2 separate regions of the Mustela erminea genome follow, and region 2 is linked to region 1. A link is a contact called in public Hi-C data. All regions are on one chromosome and are shown on one strand. The core of a region is the stretch at or near the end of the contact, and the rest is flanking DNA. Distances in the headings are between cores, read along the strand shown.

The links. A called contact is a pair of places that touch in the nucleus more often than the background predicts.
Region 2: a contact with region 1 is called in a Hi-C map of spleen, with 7 times the contacts expected there. The contact joins the promoter of MTFR1L here to the promoter of PAFAH2 in region 1. A contact is called at or near these places in 3 of 3 Hi-C or Micro-C datasets (fibroblasts, skeletal muscle and spleen).

What each region holds. Positions count from the first base shown.
Region 1 is chr10:90,779,991-90,784,570 of mMusErm1.Pri, reverse strand. It overlaps PAFAH2 (platelet-activating factor acetylhydrolase 2, cytoplasmic), which reads right to left and starts at 3,324. Exons shown (of 11, transcript XM_032301912.1): 1 at 3,164-3,324.
Region 2 is chr10:90,944,593-90,949,156 of mMusErm1.Pri, reverse strand. It overlaps MTFR1L (mitochondrial fission regulator 1-like), which reads left to right and starts at 3,193. Exons shown (of 7, transcript XM_032301832.1): 1 at 3,193-3,296. SELENON (selenoprotein N) reads left to right here. Exons shown (of 12, transcript XM_032301626.1): 12 at 1-1,194.

The DNA.
Region 1 (4,580 bases), core at 2,075-4,574:
AATGATAGTAACTTCTTACGTGAAGACATTTCAGTCTTATCCCATATAGAGAAGAGTGCTTGGGATAGAAATCAGGATGAGTAGAGTTAAAACTGTTGAACATACAGGACTAGAACTCTCTGGTAGTCCTGGAAAGTTTCTGGGAGAATCAGTTTGGAAATAAATACAAACTAAAGCTAACTGGCCAGAGTGAGGCATACACAAAAATGAATCTGCGTTCTCTGGGCTCTCATTAACTGATGCCCAAGGAAGTAGGGAGATGGGAAAATCCTATTTTGCCCAAGAGACACCCACCCACAGTATTCAGAGTCCTTTCTAATAAATGTCATGTAATTTTCCAAGGAAATCGGCCCAGGTGTGCCTACCTTCTTTTGCTCAGCTCATCCACACAATTCATGATGGTGCCCATCTAGAAGCCTCTCCACCCATGCAAGCCTGCCCCATCCATGAGGGCCCACAGAAATCTCTGGTTCTCTGTGCTTTAACAAGTCCTTTCACCTGCCCTCCTCTCCACTCTAAGCATTGTCCGCATCCCTCACCTGCTAACCAATCACGGGCCGCCTTAGGATAGCTCTTGGGTAATTACCTATTCTAGCAGTTTTCTATCAGTAACTTGCCTACAAGTGGCCCAAGCAGAAGTTCCTGAGTCTACTGTCACAGTCACCTGGGAAACTTTCAAAGATACAGATTTTAGGGTCCTCATTCCCAGAGGTCAGTTTTTTTTAAAGATTTTATTTATTTATTTGACACAGAGAGAGAGAGACAGTGAGAGAGGGAATACAAGCAGGCTGAGTGGGAGAGGGAGAAGCAGGCTCCCCGCTGAGCAAGGAGCCTAATGTGGGGCTCGATCCCAGAACCCTGGGATCATGACCTGAGTCGAAGGCAGACGCTTATTCACTGAGCCACCCAGGTGCCCCCAGAGGTCAATTTTTAAAAGCTTCCCATGTTTCTCATCAGCAAGGTTTGAGAACCTCTGGCCCAGATGACACAAAGGACTTTTTATTCAGAGATGCACCCACGCAACAAACACCTGCTGAGAGTATACGATGTTCTAGCCCACCATTTTATGGTAATGAAATGACCATGGATTTCACTGGGTTCAATCCCTGTGGCTACCTAGAACCATGTTCCTGCCAATCACAAGGCTTAATGTAGTGCCTTGCATAAAACTGGTCTCAATAATTAACTTATCCAATGAATCTGATTTAATTTTTACACAACTTATGCCTCACTTCTTTGGATATACATACTATACAAAGGCTGTATTTTATACTTCTTTGTAGGCCGAACCATCTACCCTAATGTTTTCCTTATGTAGTAAGGACCCACTAAATGCTCCTTTACTTGGCTTTGATTTAAAACCACTCAATTCTTTTTTTTTTTTTAATCCAAAAATAAGGCTATATGGCATAGTGTAAAAAGAAAGGCTTTGGTGACAGTCCGAATTCCAGTTCTTAAATGGCTGTGATCTTGAGCAAGATCCTTAAATTCTGAGCCTCTGAGAATTTATCCTATACGGCAGAAATAACAGCACCCATGAGGTTGTCGATGATTAAATAATGAATATAAAACACCTGACATGTAGAAGGCACTATAACCAGAGATAATAACTCTAACTACAGTAATTACTACAGCATGACCTCTCTAAGCCCAAGTTCTTTATAAGTAAAATGAAGCCACTTCAAAAGTTAAATTTAAATAAAAAAATTGAGAAAATATATACAAATTTGAAAAAATACATAAATAAGAAAAGTGCTATATTGCCTAAGGCTTGGTACATTTTAAGTGCTCACAAAATGTTAAAAATTAATTAACAATGCTATTTCATCATACCTGGCCAAGGGGTCAAGGTCTCTTTCATCTTTTCTGTATTAAAACCTTTGGCAAAGTGGAACCTTTCTCCCAGCCTTCTTGAGTCTGAAACACCCCAGCAAAAATCAGAGTGTACTAAAAAGGCCCACAAGAGCCCAGGAGATGGATGGTTCCTACAATGCAGCTGTCCCATCTCCTGCTGGGATCCTGTTTCCAGTGAGCAGAAACCAGCCACCCTTTTGCCAGCTGTGTGGACTTTTCATCACTGGCTATTTCAGGACAGAGTCCAAGAGAAGCAGTTCTGGGGCTTCCTTTCAGACAAAGCTCTCTGGAGACTTAAAGCTCATCTGACCTTTGGTCTCTGGAGGAAGTGAGGAAATATCCTACTCTTAGAGAATGGAGACACCAAGCATTCAAGGGGTTAGCTTGAGCAACAAGGGGGAAGAGAGAGAAAAGAACCCAAGATAAAGGGACGCCTGGGCTCAGTGGGTTAAAGCCTCTGCCTTTGGCTTAGGTCATGATCCCAGGGTCCTGGGATCCAGCCCAGCATGGGGCTCTCTGCTCAGCGGGGAGCCCGCTTCCCTTCCTCTCTCTCTCTCTGCCTGCCTCTCTGCCTACCTGTGATCTCTGTCTGTCAAATAAATAAATAAAATCTTAAAAAAAAAAAAACCCACACACCAAGATAAGAGTGTTCCAGAGCATTAATAATTCTAATAAAAATAACCTCTCTGGCTTGTGGAAGCGTTACAGTTTAAAAAGCCCTTTCACACATATTAGCTTATTGGCTCCACCGAAGAGCCTCACCCTAAGACTGACAGAGCAATTGCCATTTCCATTTTGTAAACGAAGAGCGGGAGTCCCGGGGAGATTGCTTGATTTGCCCAAGATCCAAGGTCACAAAGCGAGTGAGCTGCGGGAGGACGGGCAGATCCTGGGTCTGCCGAGTCCAGGGCTCTTCCACAGTGACAAGAGGGAATGGCGACTTTTCTTCCACGAGCATGAAACAGCGGTAAGTGAAGGGAAGAGAGAAGCACACAGGAGGCGTGGGGCATAAAGACGCCCAGGTTTCGGGGACGTCACGTTGTGTGCTGCGGGTGGGGCTGTGGGGGGGCTGGGTCCTACCACCAGAGCTCAGGGTGGGATTCCAGGGGCGCCGGGAGGCGCGAGATGATAGTGGGAGCATTAAGGGTGAGGGTAGATACTGGAAGTGTCTGAAGAGGAAACAGGAAAGAATGAAGGATTAATCTCAGAGTTACTGGGATTGAGACAAGCAGCCCCCAAACCCGGCTGGAGAATGAAAAACCGGTTGATAGCTCAGCTCAGAACAAGAGCTTTCTCCAAGCCAACTTACCCAGCCAAGTTGACCCCTCAGAAGTAACCAAGAAGGTCAACTCCACCGAAACCAGAAACTACTCCGAACCCCGTGGCCCTTGGGTAGGTGTAGTTTTCAGAACTCATCATTGGCCCTTAAAAGCACTCCCCTCCTCTCCGCATAGAACTACAACTTCCGAGGTGCATCGCGCAGGACTGCGCATTGCGACCCTTAAAACTACAATCCCCAGAGTTCCACGCGTCCCCTCATTGTTGAATGATACCGCCCAAGTCTCGGGGTACGGCGCGATTCCTCCCCCTGGCGGTCTGAGACGTCGCCTCCACGATTACAAGACTCGAGCGGAGGGTTACCGCTTATAGTTCCGGTTAGTAACCCTCCGCCTCACCATTTCTCAAATAATTCCTGGGCGTGCCTACTAATACCCGTGGCTTCGTCTTTTCTCAGGGAGTGCGGGCTTTTTGGGGAGTTATGGCCCTTTTTTTGATTTACCCGTACTTTGCACTCTGTGAGAATATGAAACTGATCATTCAAGTTAAGCGCATATTTTCTACCAACCGATACTTGTTGACACTTGGGATTTTCCATTGTCCTTCAGAAACTCACCGACAGAAAACAGGAAGGACCCGGAGGGATCACTGCCCCACCCCCTCCAGCCTAGCCCCTTCAGCCGACATCCCTTTGCAGCCCCTGTGCTGGTTCTTAGGGACACGGTGGTGAACAAGATACTGTCCCTAGCTTCAAATGAAATCACAATCTAGCGGAGGATCCCGACAGATGAAGAAGTACACCACCAGCGATACGTGCTCTAATAGGGGAAACAGAGGGGTTGTGGGAACCCTGAAAGGAGGCACCTGCGCAGGCTTCGGGAAAATGGAACAGTGACAGAAGGCTTCTTAGAGATCTTAGAAAGACGCTAAAACTGAGAATTGAGGGATTTAGACTTAGCCAGGAAGGGGATTGTGAAGAATGCCTTAGATTCAGGCGGGATGGAGCACAGGAGTGGAGGGAGGGAGTGGAGAGACACCTGGGGAGGTAGATAGAGTCACGTCCTCGAGTCTTATAAACTTCTGTAAGACATTTGGATCATTCAAGCGATTTAAAAACTGTCAACACCTTCCAACTACCTACCGAACGAGGTCCCAATTTCAACAACAAACGAGGTTTGTTGAGGTTATAGAAACAGCAGATACAGGCAAAGCGTCTGGGAGACTCAGAAAGGAAGAGAGCGTGAGTCTCATCTTTGCTTGGGGTCTGGGGGATTTGCAGACAATCATGGTACCATGCACGTGTCCTCTCAGGCATCCAGGAACTGGTCAAAACAAGGACAAGGTCCCAGGTCACGCACTCCTCAGAGTTAGGGGTCTTGGTGTTGAGATTTCTAGCACCAGGGATTTGGAATATGCACAAGATGGCTCTGCCTAGTAGTTCCTTAGAT
Region 2 (4,564 bases), core at 1,944-4,443, 160 kb before region 1:
CATCCCAACCAACTGACCACAGCCAGTCTTTTTTATACGTGCAGAAAAGTGTTTTTATGTGAAATTTCTCACAGTTTGTAGGTATTTTTGATAACCCCAATGCTGAGGAGAAAGAAGGGGGCCATGTCTTCCCGCAGCAGCAGCTCCATGATGGCTGGATCTGAAATCCTAGATGGGTCCAGCTTGATGTCTTTGCAGCTGCACCTCCAGGAAGAAACAGTCCTCTCTTCCTTTTCTTCCAGCTTTTTAAAAAAGGCCAATGTACCCCCAACTCTATCCTTGTCCCCCATTCAGGCCCATGAGTGCTCCTTGGGCTTTCATTAAAGCCTTGGAGCCATGCCTCTCCCCAGCACGTGCCCCCACAGAGGCTCACTCTTAAACCTGGAAGAGGAAGGCAGACATCTCCTCAGACACACTCCCAGGCCTGCCCTCCACTGAGTTCTCCCGTCTGTCCCTGAAGTGTCCATTCCGGGCCTTCTCCAGCGGGGGCACTCTGTTAACATGACTCATGTTTTCTCATTTAATGCTCCCCAAAAAACTGTGAGGCAGATATTAATTGTTCCCCTGTTGCAGATGAAGAAACTGAGTCTCAGGGAAGTGAAGGAACGTGCCCAAGGTCACCGAGAGGAAGCGATGAGACTCAGCCTGTCTCTATTTTGGAGGGTTTTGTTTTGCACAGCAGCCAACCTCTCCCCCCTGCCCATCTTCACTGAGGTGAAAAAGAAGGCCTCTCAGACCAAAATGTCTCACTCCCCTCTGATCTCCAGACCCGAAGAGGCAGGAGCCAGCAAGCTCAACCAAGTTGTGTCCTTCCGGGAGGCAGTGCTCCCATGCCCCTTACAGGGAAGGGGGCACCGGAGTCTGTCTGCCAGCTTCCAGGCCTGGGTGGCATAACCAGGCCCATGAGCCACCCAGTGTCAGCAGAGACTCAGCCTCGCTGCCCAGTAGGCTCTTCCCCTTGTGCGGGTCCAGGAGGGCCCGCTGCACACTGAGCAATCCTTGTCCCATGTAAGGCACTGATTGCCTTGGCTTTTTGATCTTCATCTCAAGCCTCTTCCTGACACACCCCCACCCCCACCCCCACCACAACTGTATCTTGAAGCTTATGGTGGGGGAGGGCCCCCAGCTCACTCCTGTCACCTGTCACTTCCCTCCCCTCCTCACACGTCCTATAATAAAATTGGAGAGACCAGGGTGGTTCTAAGTGCCTTTCCTTTCAATGGGATATTGGTCAGTTCTATCCTTGGTCTGACTCCTCTGTGGGGTTGGCTTGGCAGATGGCAAGGGTACATGACTGAAATGCCTTTGGGGACTATCTTCTGTCACTAGAGGGCTCAAGTGATGTTCTTAAAGTGAGTTTGTGATAGACCTAGTAGTAGAACTTAGTACTGTTTTTAGGATCTGATGAGAAAGATTCTGAAGTTAATTACCCATTTCTTAGAAACAGAGCCTAAGGTAGGCCTTAGGTAATTTTTTATTTTTTTTAAAGGGAGTACGCTTCAGGAAAAAAACCTGTATAAGAAGAGATGAAAAAGGGGAGCCTAGCTGGCTCAGTTGCAGGAGCATGTGACTCTTGATCTCAAGGTTGTGAGTTCAAGACCCATGTTGGGTATAAAACTTACTTAAAAAAAATAAAATCTCTTTTTAAAAAGCCTTAAATTTTTTTTTTTTTTAAATTAAAAGAAAGGAGTAATGAAGAATGGGGGAAGGAAAGATGCTAAACAGGAATAGAGTCTCAAATCCTAGCCTGGGCATGATCACGGGGGAAGGGTTCTGGAATATAAGCCTCACCACAGAGTACAACCTGTCTTTGGTACTCTGTGTCAGTCAGTCATTGACTTGGGAGGTGGAGTAAATTCCCAGGTTAGGGCCTATGGGCTCCCTGTTGTAAGTGCAATTTTCCAGCGAAGGGGGCAGCTGTGTGAAGCCCGCACAGCAGCCGGAAGGTGGGTTCGCTGGGAGGGTAGAGGTGATCTGAATGGATCACCAAGGCAGCATCTAGCACCCTCAGGAAAGGGTGATCTGCAAGATCCGCCTTGAGATCAAGAGTCACATGTTCCTGCAACTGAGGAGAATCAATGATTAAACAACAATTTGCCATCCTGGAAAGAAGGCTGGACCTGGAAGTCAGCCCTCGTCATTTGAAATATGGTAAGGATCAGGGTGGACCCCTGAGGTCCCTGGCTAGGACAGCTATGTAATTTGCAGGATCTAGTGCAAACTGAAAACTGCAGGGCCCCTTGTTAATTTAGACACACACACATTAAAGAGGGCAACAGCAGAGTGTTAAAGCAAGTGCGGAGTTCTGAGCAAGAGGTCCTGTGTGGACTGCCCGACCCTGTCCCCGCTGTGAAGCCAGCCTGTCCGCCGGCAGCTGGGATTGCAGGCTTTGAGACCCAAGAACTGCAGCCGGGGAGCCAGGCACAGCTGTATGCAGAGGGCAGAGGAGAGCACGTGACCCAGGCCTGGAAGCCACGGAGACCAGAATTAGGACCAGGACGGGGTGGGGGTGGGGGGCTGTTGTCTAAGCGGGAAGATGGAGTGGGTGAGTGAGCCTGGAAGGAATGTGGGTCTCTGTCCCAGTACCTCTGGCGTCTTACCCATCGATCTACTATCTCACTGAATCTACCGTGTGTGTGTGTGTGTGTGAGAGAGAGAGAGAGAGAGAGAGAGAGAGAGAGCGCGAGCGAGCGAGAGAGCCAGCAAGCTGCGAAGAGCTAAAGGGCAGTAGTCACAGGAGAGAGAGGCTTCTTGTTGGACAGAAGACTGTAGAGGATCTTGGCTGGGAAGCTAGAAGTGTGAAAAGCGGACAGGCGAGATGAGGCGAGGCAAGAGGGAGGTCCGGAGGGCCTGGAACGCCAGAGGAAGGATTCTCAAGTGTGCCTAAGCGGAGGGACAGCAGACGCCACACAATTTGGGGTCCGGGCAGAGATGTAGCCAGGCCTCCGCCGCTAGAGGTCGGATCAGGACTACCCTAGAAGAAGAGCAAGGAGGCGGAGACCAGTGGCGGAAGCGGCCAATTAGGCCGCGGGGATCTCCAAGCGCCGTCAACTTTTCCCAAGGCCTGAGCCAGTGCAGGCGTGGTCTTGGGGGTGGGCGTGTCCCCTTCCTCGGGATTCCCGCGTGAGGCCGCCCGCAGCCCCGCCCCGCCCCCGCCGAAGCCGCTGTCCGCCGTCCGAGGGCGCGCGGGGCTCGCCGCTCGGTGCGCAGGCGCGATGGATCGCTTCCGGGGGCGGGTCAGCGGAAGTGAGGGCGGCTGAGGCTGGGCGGCCCGCTGAGGTAGGAGGGGCCGTGAGGTGAGTGAGTCCCGGAGCCGGAGTCTGAGGTGAGACTATGTCCGAGTGCCGCTCCGGAGGCGGGAGCGCGGTCTCCCAGCCCGACTGTCGACGCGGCCTAGTGCCAGGGGCTGTGTGGAGTCCGCGGCTCCTCTTCCCGCGCCAGTTCTCGCGGGAGCCCGTGTTGTCCGCCTCGCTCGGCTGAGGGTGGGAGGACTCTCCCCTGGGGGTAGTTGCTCGCCCGAGTCACCCAGCTTCGGTGGCTGTGCTACAGCAGAAGTTTGTCGTTTCGCCTGCGCTCCTCGGCCAGCCAGACCACTTCGGCCTCCTCGCTTCTTCGGGACCTGGACCCGGGCCCGTGGGTCCGAGGGCCACCAGGGCCGGCGGCGAGAACTTAGCCGACCTTGGCCCTTTGGGGTCGGACCGTTACGGGGGAGGGGAGGCGGGTCCCGGGCAAGGTCCCTGCAGCGGTTCCCCCCGTGCAGCCGCTTGGGGCTCACGCGGACTGTCCCTCGCCAGGTTCTACCGAGTGCGGCGACCTCGGTGGTGTGCTTGGTGCCGGGGTGATGAGAGCAAACCCTGCCCCGGGGGAGCCCCAAGTCTAATGCGGGAGAGCGTGTGTGAACAGGCCATGACAGCGGCCTGGAAAGGGGTCGTGGGAACGTAGGGGTGCTGAGAACCAACCTGCGTTGCCAGCGAACTGGGGGAAGTCTTCTAGCGGATGACACTTGGGGCGGGGAGGGAGGTGAAGGCTAAGCCAGAGTTCTCCTTCGTTCGTGAGCTAACGTTGACGTGCTCACTGGGGACTAGGCAGGCACTGTGCTGTGCCTGGGGAAGCTCCTGCCCTGCGACAGACAGCTGATTACGCGGGCTCTAATTACTACTGTGAGAGAACTGGGAAGGAAACGTGGGGTGCTGGGGGAGGGGAGGTGATGCTTGAGCTCTGAAGAATGAGCTTGGTGAAGAAGATGCTGGTGTTTCTGGCAGATTGGATCTGTGGAGAGGCGCTGAGAGGTGGTCAGCATGGCTGCAGGGCAAGGGGAACATGGGAGGTGTGGCTGTCAAGTGTATAGGGGCCCAGTTGTAGGCCTTGGAGTTTGGTCTAGTTAGGTTGGGCCTGATTGTGGAGGACCCTGCAGGCCATCCCGTCTAGATGTTGGCTCTAGTGGGGCGGGGTGGGGAGTGGGGTTAAACATAGGAGCAATGTGTCCTAGAAAGATCCCTCTGGCTGTTGCGTTAGGCCTGAGTCTTTGGAGGTAAGTTTGGAGAGGAAGTGGTTGTAGTGTCTA